3 separate regions of the Mus musculus genome follow, and all the other regions are linked to region 1. A link is a contact called in public HiChIP or PLAC-seq and promoter capture Hi-C data. All regions are on one chromosome and are shown on one strand. The core of a region is the stretch at or near the end of the contact, and the rest is flanking DNA. Distances in the headings are between cores, read along the strand shown. Region 1 holds the start of Cdk13 (cyclin-dependent kinase 13). Region 2 overlaps Cdk13 (cyclin-dependent kinase 13). Region 3 overlaps Cdk13 (cyclin-dependent kinase 13).

Region 1 (3,418 bases), core at 397-2,896:
GGGTGTTATTATGTAGAGTTCTGATAGGCCAGAACTCACCATCGTCCTTGACCTGTTTTAACCTCCATTGTATTGGGAATAGACATATGCCATTGCATCAGGCTTTGAAAAGCAGCATAATGGGACAGGTTGATATTTTTCTGAAAAGCTCTCCTCCTTAGTACTCCGAGTTAACAATGATGTCAAGAAGAAATTTGCTTTAGGTAACATACTTCTGAAATTTCGTTTCCCAGTATCTTTGCTTTGCCCCCTTCTGTGTAGAAGGTTCCACTGGGTGTTCCACTCAGGCCTGTCTTTGTCAGAAGTAGCTATTCAAACCTATCTTCTAGCAAGTATCTTTTGTAAACTTCAAAGTCTGAGCTTCCATCAGTTTGTGAGATGATGCTGAGGTCAACTTGATTACTAAGTATTTAAGAACTAAAAGCCAGCTGATGATCTGAATAAATTTGTTAAGGGGTAATTACATGTACCCACTGAGCAATGTTTATCTTCTTTCCAGTATTAATGACCAATAAGCCTTTTAGATTTTAATCTAATTACCCCGAATACCTAGCCTCTAACTGAAGGGCAATCTTAAGGCAAGAGATGAGGGCATTATGTAGCTGACAGCTCATAGCTTTAGTTAGATATAATTACAGGTGAAAGTACAAAGAGGGCAGCTTCCACTACTACAAAATGTTTTTAAGGTTCCTGGGATTTTTAGTAGTCCTCCTTGATATTTTGACTCATCTTTCAGATTTACTTAATGCTTTTGCTTTATAAAGAGATTTACTTATTTCATGTATGTGACACATCAGAAGAGGGATCCCCATTACAGCTGGTTGTGAGCCACCATACTGTTGCTGGGAATTGAACTCAGGACCTCTGGAAGAGCAGTGAGTGTTCTTAACCTCTGAGCCACCTCTCCAGCCCTGTGTAAGGCTTTTTAAAGGTTCCGAAACGTCAGTGTCGCGGAAGCTCGAAGCTATGAACACCAAGTATATTTTTAGGTTACGATGGGTCCTTGAACTTGGGCGTACGTGAGTCTAGTCAAGCTAACGTCACATTCGCCCTCTGTGGGGAGTCTGCTCTCACAGATGTTCCGATCCCGTGGCTGGGGAAAAGGTAGTCGTCAAGGTTCTCCCGGGTCCTGCCGTGACCTTTTCACTGGAGGCGAGCAACAAGCGCCATGAGTGGCGCCGGAGGGAAGGCCTCCAGCGACAGCACAGCGCAGCCCACGCCTCCTCTCCTTTCTTTAACCCTGCTCCTCCGTCCCACCCCTGCCGGAAGTGGAGTGGCTCCTCGCGTCACTTCCGGTGACGGCCAGGGTCCCGGCGGGCGCGAGCACGCAGCACCTCCCCTCGCCCGCGCTCGCTCTCTCCATCGGCGTCCCCGAACGTGACGAGCGTGCGCGCCGCCGACCTAGCGTTGGGTTTAGGGGCAAAAGTCTTGAGGAACGCGGCGAGTGGGTGGTGCGCGGCGAGGGCTCGGCCAGCCAGTCGCGTCGCCGTCCCGCAGGGAGAACGCGGAGGGCAGGGAGGGGCGAGCGGCGCGCGCGGAGCCCGCGTGGAGGGGCGGAGGACAGCGAGCCGCGCCCCCGCTCCGGAAGCTGCGCGCAGTGCCCTCGGGGCGCCAGGCCCAGGCCCGTCCGAGCGCCGCGGGGTGTCGCCGCCGCCGCCACAGGACGACGTGGACGCGCCGCGGCCGGCCGGCGACGGAGGCGTGCTGTGGTCGCGCCCACTGCCCTCCCGCGAGCTCGCCCCCGACGTCAGGACGATGGAGTGAAGCGCGGCCCGCGGTGGCACTTCCGCGTTGCGCCGCCGGAGCCCGAGGCCGCCGCCGCCGCCGCCACCGCCGCCGCCCGGCACGGCCGGCTTTCCGCCGAGGATAGGATCCTCCCGCGCCAGGCCCTGACGCCGCTGCGCACACACCGCGACTGGAACCGGGGACGCGCGTCCCGACCCGGATTATCGTGGCGCGACTCCCGGCCGGCCCTGCTGCTCGCTACCCCTCCGCCGCGGCTGCCGTCCCCCTTCCCGGCGGGGGACATGGCCAGGGTCTGACCCCGGAGGAGGCCGCACCCGCGCCGCACTCTGCGGCGGGCTCTAGGCGATGCCGAGTAGCTCGGACACGGCGCTGGGGGGAGGCGGGGGCCTGAGCTGGGCCGAGAAGAAGTTGGAGGAGCGCCGCAAGCGGAGGCGATTCCTGTCCCCTCAGCAGCCGCCGCTGCTGTTGCCGCTCCTGCAGCCGCAGCTCCTGCAACCGCCGCCGCCCCCGCCGCCTCTGCTCTTCCTGGCTGCCCCCGGCGCGGCCGCCGCCGCAGCCGCCGCCGCCGCGGCCTCCTCCTCTTGCTTCAGCCCGGGCCCTCCTCTGGAGGTCAAGCGGCTGGCGAGAGGCAAGAGGCGCCCCGGAGGGCGGCAGAAGCGGCGCCGCGGGCCCCGCGCCGGGCAGGAGGCGGAGAAGCGCCGGGTCTTCTCGCTGCCCCAGCCGCAGCAGGACGGCGGTGGCGGTGCCAGTAGCGGCGGGGGTGTGACCCCGCTGGTGGAGTACGAGGATGTGAGCTCCCAGTCCGAGCAGGGGCTGCTGCTGGGGGGCGCCAGCGCGGCAACGGCGGCGACGGCTGCCGGGGGAACGGGGGGCAACGGCGGGAGTCCGGCCTCCTCCTCCGGCACGCAGAGGCGCGCGGAGGGGTCGGAGCGCAGGCCGCGCCGGGACCGCCGCAGCAGCAGCGGCCGCAGCAAGGAGCGCCACCGCGAGCACCGGCGGCGGGACGGGACGCGCAGCGGCAGCGAGGCCTCAAAGGCCCGCAGCCGCCACGGACACAGCGGCGAGGAGCGGGCGGAGGCCGCCAAGAGCGGCAGCAGCAGCAGCAGCGGCGGCCGCCGCAAGAGCGCGTCGGCTACGTCCAGCAGCAGTAGCAGCCGCAAGGACCGGGACCTCAAGGCCCACCGCAGCCGGACTAAGTCGTCCAAGGAACCGCCCTCGGCCTACAAGGAGCCGCCCAAGGCCTACCGGGAGGACAAGAGCGAGCCGAAGGCCTACAGGCGGCGGCAGCGGTCCCTGAGCCCGCTGGGAGGCCGGGACGAAAGCCCGGTGTCCCACAGGGCCTCGCAGAGCCTTCGGAGCCGCAAGTCCCCCAGTCCGGCGGGAGGTGGCAGCAGTCCTTATTCCCGGCGGCTGCCGCGCTCCCCGAGCCCCTATAGCCGGCGCCGCTCGCCCAGCTACAGCCGCCACAGCTCCTACGAGCGGGGCGGCGACGTATCCCCCAGCCCGTACAGCAGCAGCAGCTGGCGGCGCTCGCGCAGCCCCTACAGCCCAGTACTCAGGTGAGTCCTGTCCCCCCAACCCTAGGAGGCGGGGAAGGTGGGGCGAGGCGCCTCTGGTTTACTCGGTCCGCTTCCCAGGCCAGCGCTCCGGGTCGGAGGGTGGGTTTCTAGCG
Region 2 (3,418 bases), core at 665-3,164, 88 kb after region 1:
AAATATACAATAACTCTATTCTTAGTACAAAAGGTACTAAATGTTGTGTGTATAGTAGAATCTTGCTCTTCAAGCATTCAGTACGACTGTGTGGAGTTGAATGGTGTATTTCTTTAATAATCTTAAGTAGTAGTGGGTAACATGAGCACTTGTGAGATACATCCTTTGGTATTTTGTCAAAGGTGGAATGTATGACCGTTCTGAATATTTCATTTTCCATGGTAACTTTGAACTCTTTCTTGGGTTTATCTTACTTAGGGCAAGATGACCTCATCCAGCACCAAGACAGGAGGATATTGGAGCTGACACCAGAACCAGACCGGCCTCGAATTCTGCCTCCTGATCAACGGCCTCCTGAACCTCCTGAACCACCACCAGTTACTGAGGAGGACCTAGATTATCGGACAGAAAACCAGCATGTTCCTACCACTAGTTCTTCATTAACTGACCCACATGCTGGAGTGAAGGCAGCCCTCTTACAGCTGCTTGCTCAGCATCAGCCCCAGGATGATCCCAAAAGAGAAGGTGGTATCGATTATCCCACAGGAGACACATATGTGCCCAGTTCAGACTATAAGGACAACTTTGGATCTTCTTTCTCTGCCGCTCCTTACGTTAGCAGTGATGGTCTAGGAAGTAGCTCCGCTGCTGCACCATTGGAAGCACGTAGTTTCATTGGAAACTCAGATATTCAGTCTCTGGATAACTACAGTACTGCTTCATCTCACACTGGTGGTCCACCTCAAACTTCTGCCTTTACTGAGTCGTTTGCCAGTTCAGTAGCTGGATATGGAGACATTTACCTCAATGCTGGTCCCATGTTGTTTAGTGGAGACAAGGACCATAGATTTGAATATAGCCATGGTCCTATCACAGTCCTCACAAACAGCAATGACCCTTCCACAGGGCCAGAGAGTACTCATCCCTTGCCAGCAAAGATGCACAACTATAACTATGGTGGTAACTTACAGGAAAATCCAGGTGGCCCTAGCCTCATGCATGGACAGACCTGGACTTCTCCTGCCCAAGGACCTGGATATTCACAAGGATACAGGGGACACATTAGCACATCAGCTGGCAGAGGTCGAGGCAGAGGGTTACCATACTGAGTATCTGTTTTTCCTCAGGCACATCATTTTTATCTGGAAAGACTTTTCTAGCTGCAATTTCAGGCAGCAATCCAAGAGACTTGAATAATATTAATTCAACAACAGCTTTATTTTTATGTGGAAAGGGTCTTGCATACAATAGTGAAAAAAACAAAACAACAAAAAAAATCTTTGCTTAAATTCATGCTGTTCTTAAAACTAGCTCTATTGATTGTACATCGTCACAGATTTTAGTTAACAATTTTATTTTGTATTCTTGCAGTTTTAAGTGGATGCTAACATTAGGGACATAATGTTTTTATGGCCCTGTGGCAGATCTTCTGAACTATGCACACTTGTGCTTTTTTTTGTAAGTTTGGACCAACTTTTATGTAAACAAGCTCCCCTTCCCCCCATGCCCCCCATCCCCCTTCCAGTTTTACAACAATCAGAAAGGGCACTGATTTATTTGGTATTTTCTTTTTACAAAGCTACCTTTAGTCGAAGGTCACTGTCAGTCTTTGCACCTGCTTTCAGTGTTATTGTGAAAGGTGTACTTTGTGCTCATTTCAGAAAAATAAAACACAACCTTTCTCTTGATGCAACAGTTTTATATAAAAAATGGTCAACATTATTTTTGTTTTGTTTTTTTCAGGTTACCATAATACAGGAAAATTCATTCAAATGAAATAGTGGTTTTTATATGAAAACTATGGGTAGGGTGGGGAGGGGTTGAGTAAGTGCCTTAACAGGTAAGCTTAAGGTCTGCGGATGAAATGAGCCTTCACACCACTGTCTTTCTAAGGGAGTCTGTACTGTGCTGACGGGGCAGGGAGCTTCTCCGCTCTCAGGAGTTGCTTGGTCAGTTCTGTTAGCTCCATTCCCTCTGCCTGCCTGTCACACTGTCCCTTTCTGCCTGTCTTTTGGCTGTGTTGACTTCCACTGTTACCTTCTCTTGGTAGGGGTGTAAGAGGAAAAGAAAGGGAGAACTCAGAACCTTATGTTACTTCTGGGAAGTACTAAAACTTTTTTTTATCAATTAAGTGGTTGAAAGTAGTAGCTGAATGAGAATTTTAGAGTGCTCCTTTCTTTCTGGCTGTCATACTGACCCAGTTTCTATTTGGAGGGCAGGAGTTTTGAAGCAAGTATGTATAACAATTCATAAATAAATACATATGGTACATAACAAATGTATTGAAGTCCACAGAAGGAGGGTGGCAAACACCTTATTTTAAGTTATATAATTTTAAGAAAATGTCAACTTAAGTAGAAACATGTCCTAGATCTAATTTAGTAAAGCAAACAGAAAACTCAAAGAGAAAACCTTCCCTCTTCCTTTCAATTCTGTGAAATTTACTATAATTTCTGCCAGATTAGAGCAGTGCTATTCTATTAGAATCAACCAAGAAAGAATAACTCTGATGTTGTCAAGTCGCACTATGTTTACGTTCACACACACACACACACACACACAAAAAACCAAAATTCTATTTCTGAAAAGGAACCAAAGGTAAATAGCCAGCATCACCTTCATCATTCGTAGATAAGAGACTCTGGGGAACCGCCCTCGCGTGCCGACTGACAATTTCAATTGTTGTAGTACCTTTCCCATTGGATACTAAGTAAGGAAGAACTGTTATGAAAAGCAGCTTAGCTTCATGCCCTTTATATGATTTGTGACCCTGCATTTACAAACATTCAGGAAACATTATTGTTTGGTGACAGAATATTTTAAAGATAATTTTCCAGTTTATGCCTATTAAAAATGAGTTTTCAGTTGACCATTTTATTTTTTGATCGTATTTTGTTGGTGAAAGAAAAAAATTAATGGAAGAAAAAATATTTTGCTTTTATTTGAATACAGAGTACTAACAACTTAATAAAACAGTAGAGGAAGTGAAAAAATGTTTTGAAATTTAGAAATTAGAGTATTCAAGTCTCTGAAATTTTAATATGGTGAGTCTTAGAGCTTTAGACTTTCCTATAAGTGACAGTATCTAAATTATTATTTGTCACATTTGGTACATCTGCTGGCCATAAGCAGCTAACCTAAAATTGAAACTATTTATGTGACATGAATAGTCTGTGTTTTAAAAATTAAATATTTTATATAAAATTGACTTGTGTTTGGATAGTTTTTCTAATTAAACATTTCAGATATATATATCCATGTTGGGAGAGTGGCTGGGAAGTCAGGGAAATTATTGGCTTTGAAATAGAAAATTGGAACTATTTCTTCTAATAATGTGTGTTTTGTAAGACTGTGTAACTATATCCTGTGTTTAAGAAAAGGGGATGCCAATTAAACCATAGTGAAGAAAGGCCAGTGA
Region 3 (3,418 bases), core at 570-3,069, 69 kb after region 1:
CACCTACCTCTCCAGAAAAGGCCCCAAACTTTAACATTGTTCTTTTTTTAGTGGCTAGATCTTTTGCTATAGTGCACAGCAAACAAACAAAAGTGTGTTAGAGCCTCTTCTCTGGGGTAACATATCTACAGTCAGAAGTACCTCATCCAGAACGAACACTACTTCCAAGTCCAGAGCAACCAGTTGCCTTATAAAATGAAAGCATATGTCCTAGCCTTAACCCATGGGAATCTACATATGGAACTTTTCATGAAATTACAAGAAGATTGTCTCAGTCCATTTCATTTTTGTTACTGTCTGAATACCACAGACTAGATAATGTATGTAGAATAAAGGTTGTTTAGCAGTGGTGGACTTTACCAGGAACACAGCAAGCTTTTATCTTTCTTTTTTGATATTACAGGCAAGTGAACTGGAATCATGAGGAACTGACACTCCCCCAATTTTTTCAGTGCTAATTTGAACATTTATAAGCATTAGTTAGAAGATGCCAAAAATGAGAATTCCGAAAGAATGAAATAGCAGAATATGTGCCCTAAATTAAATAGGATAAAATTAGAATACAAAAACGAAGATGAAGTTTGCATTTTAAAAAGAGTAGTAGAGAAGGCAGGAGGAATGGTTCAGTGGGTAAAGAGTTGCTGTGAAGCCTAATGAAGTGAGGTTTGAGCAAGAGGACTAATTCATCACACTGTCCTCTGCACATGCCTACCATAACAAGTGCACATGGCTGACAAGCATATACAAATTGGAAGCAGTAGATCAAATATTAAAGTGTCATAGCTCAGTCTTTGCTTCAGTTCAGTCTTGTGCATTACAGATCTCATATTTAACTCCCTCTTTTGATTGTACTAAGAGGTCACATTAAATGATCCGCCAAACAGTGCAGTTCTCAGAACAGATCCTGTCTATAGTGTAAGTAAGAAAATGAAACCAGCATAGGGATCATTCAGGTGACAAACGGAGCAGCAAAAGAAAGCCCAGGGAATAAATGACCACAGTACAAAAATGGAGAGCTTCATGTATAACGCCAAAATGTCATGTCTGAAGGAGTTACCCACTGCACTATGTAAATTAATCTTATAACTTAACAGTGAGAAAAGAAATGCAGTGAAATGAAGACTTTGATAGAAAAAATTACCTCAGATATAAAGGAAAAACTACAAGATTATTTAATTCATAAAAGTAATCCTGTAACACACTAGAAAGTCCTAAACTACTATCAAAGTACTCAGAAGAACCAGGCCCTGTATGTTAGTATGTAAATGCTTGCAAGTATTTCTAAAATCAGTAGTTGCAATGTTTCTTAAACTAATTTTTTTCAAAATTGAAGAAAGTCAGTAAATTAAATAATCAACAAACATTCATTAAATATCAGAAAAGTGATAGTAGCATATGCCTGAGATTCACTGGTGCCTTACTCTGACATGCTGGCAGAGAAAGAATGCAAAGGAACACCCCTCCTTCCTGTTCTTTCTCATCCTTGTGTGTATCCAACTCCCCAGTGTTTGTATTTTATAGTTGTTCTTATCATTAATTTATGAATTAACAAAGAGAAAATAACTATAATACTCAATTTGCATAACAGGGAATTTCATATAAGTGGATAATGGATTAGGGTAATGAACAAAAAGTAAACTTAGCCAAACTGAAGATTTCACTACTAAGGCAGACAAAGTCTTCAGTGCCCTCAAAGAGGTCAGCATTTCAGAATGTGGGTCAGCCTCAAAGACCCACTCCTCCTCCTGTTCCCTGCTTCCCTCTTGCATTATCTTCACAGGAAAAAAGAGGCTCCTCTCTGTCTCTTACATATACAAGGTTAGCTTCCTGCTTTCTGGGCCAGGCTTTGACCACACTGATGAAATCAGCATCCAGTCCCTCCATGGAACAAGAGCAAAGCAGTTTTATGCTTGTTGTTGATAAATGAGGAAAACGATTAGCTTAAAAAATGTTTACAGTTTTAAAAATAATGTTTCAAGCTATAAATGTTGAAATGGAAACCTATTTTCTTAAATGTTGAATAAATAGTATAATATAAGCAATTCACAAATGTAACAGTCTAGTCTTTCAACAGCCATGACTCAGTACCTTAAGAAAAAGGTTCCTAACTTCAATCTTCCCATCCCTGCTCAGATTAATCACTATCCTGAATCTGGGGTCACTGCTCTATGTTTTGTTTTCTTTCTTTCTTTAAATTTAATTTTATTTTTTACTTACTTACTTTACATCCTGCTCACTGCTCCCCTCCTGGGCATTCCTCCCCATCCCCTCCCTCCCTTTTCCTCTGAGCTGGTATGTGTGTGTGGGGTCCCCTCTGGGTATCCCCCGTATCCTGGTACTTCAAGTCTCTGTGAGGCTAAGTATATCCTCTCCCTCTGAGCCAGACAAGGCAGCCTAGCTAGAACAACACATCCCAGCTTTTGGGATAGCCCCCCCCCCCCCCGTTCCAATTGCTCAGGACCCATGTGAAGACCAAGCTGCATGTTACATATGTGTGGGGAGGTCTAGGTTTAGCTGGTGTGTGTTCTTTGGTTGGTGGTTCAGGCTCTGAGAGTTCCCAAACTCTACCCATTGTTTGGCTGTGGATGTCTGTATCTGTCTGAGTCAGCTGCTTGGTGGAGCCTCTCAGAGGACAACATGCTCCTATATGTATGGTTCAGGAGTCTGATGGGTGGAGGAGAGGTGGTGGAAGAAGGGAGGTCCCCCTGGAATAGCAGACTGCTCCAGGCAGCTTTGCCTCAGAGGGCTCAGAGGGCAGGGAAGATGGGTCCTTAAACTGTTATGTAACTGCTTCCCAATCTTTTGTTGCATACTTCTGTTGCGTTCCTCTGTAAATAGTATCTTGAACACATGGCAAGCTAAAAGAATGTTAGTAACCTGTAATTTTCTAGTGAGGTTACATATTTATCTTAGTTAAGGAATGTGAGTATCAAAAAGAGAATGAATGTCGATTTTTTTTTTTTTTTAAGTTGACTCACATAGACATAGAATCTGTTGGTTTTCAGAAACATTGTTCACGAACTAGGGGTGAGCAAGTAATGTTATAAGTGAAAGGAAATAAAAAAAAAAAGGATTATCCTAAGTACATTGAAAATGCTTTTAATATTTACCTTTGAAATGGACAAAATAAAGATGCCCAAATGATGTATGTGTATATTTTCTTTACTGTGATTCCTTCTAAGCCTGTTCTCTGTTTGATTGTTGGACCTGATTTTGTTGCCTACAAGTCCTAGTTGACGTAGTTAGGCTTCAAGGTACACATTACTGTAGCAGTTTCACCTGAATTATTTAAGTTAAATTCTTACTACTCAATGTCTTCTTCAGTTTAAAAAATTTATCTAGGGTCTTTCAAGTGATAATTGGAAAAATTGAGCTTTGAATTAAGCATTTTGTACATGTAAGAAATAGGACTTCTTCT

The links. Promoter capture Hi-C pulls out the DNA fragments that hold promoters and counts their contacts. HiChIP or PLAC-seq counts read pairs in DNA pulled down with a chosen protein or histone mark.
Region 2: a contact with region 1 is called in a promoter capture Hi-C map of liver. The contact joins the enhancer-like site here to the promoter of Cdk13 in region 1. A contact is called at or near these places in 11 of 39 promoter capture datasets (3T3-L1-derived adipocytes, the C10 cell line, the HPC-7 cell line and 8 more), 15 of 484 Hi-C or Micro-C datasets (the C2C12 cell line, CD8 T cells, the G1E-ER4 cell line and 10 more), 12 of 115 datasets of contacts at active chromatin or transcription factors (the 230-238 cell line, the SCID.adh cell line, bone marrow-derived macrophages and 6 more) and 3 of 9 other capture datasets (adipose tissue, liver and pancreatic islet).
Region 3: an H3K4me3 HiChIP or PLAC-seq map of bone marrow-derived macrophages shows a contact between it and region 1, with 2.6 times the contacts expected there. The contact joins the enhancer-like site here to the promoter of Cdk13 in region 1. A contact is called at or near these places in 20 of 39 promoter capture datasets (the 3T3-L1 cell line, 3T3-L1-derived adipocytes, the C10 cell line and 13 more), 4 of 15 datasets of contacts at CTCF or cohesin (CD8 T cells, the G1E-ER4 cell line, large pre-B cells and 1 more), 84 of 484 Hi-C or Micro-C datasets (the 3T3-L1 cell line, the 63-12 cell line, the AML12 cell line and 57 more), 41 of 115 datasets of contacts at active chromatin or transcription factors (the 230-238 cell line, DN3 thymocytes, the HPC-7 cell line and 29 more) and 3 of 9 other capture datasets (adipose tissue, liver and pancreatic islet).

What each region holds. Positions count from the first base shown.
Region 1 is chr13:17,803,325-17,806,742 of GRCm38.p6, reverse strand. Cdk13 (cyclin-dependent kinase 13) reads left to right here and starts at 1,646. Exons shown (of 14, transcript NM_027118.1): 1 at 1,646-3,305. The coding sequence starts at 2,092.
Region 2 is chr13:17,715,752-17,719,169 of GRCm38.p6, reverse strand. Cdk13 (cyclin-dependent kinase 13) reads left to right here. Exons shown (of 14, transcript NM_027118.1): 14 at 259-3,208. The coding sequence ends at 1,109. Among named protein-coding and RNA genes, the nearest start is that of Mplkip, 22 kb to the right of the region's middle. Within about 2 kb of position 1,914, at least 3 of the 459 cell types and tissues checked have an H3K27ac peak or open chromatin away from gene starts, as enhancers often do. A contact at or near this core is called in liver, where this site is marked.
Region 3 is chr13:17,734,607-17,738,024 of GRCm38.p6, reverse strand. All of the region lies in intron 9 of Cdk13 (cyclin-dependent kinase 13), which reads left to right. Among named protein-coding and RNA genes, the nearest start is that of Mir466i, 11 kb to the left of the region's middle. Within about 2 kb of position 1,819, at least 1 of the 459 cell types and tissues checked has an H3K27ac peak or open chromatin away from gene starts, as enhancers often do. A contact at or near this core is called in bone marrow-derived macrophages, where this site is marked.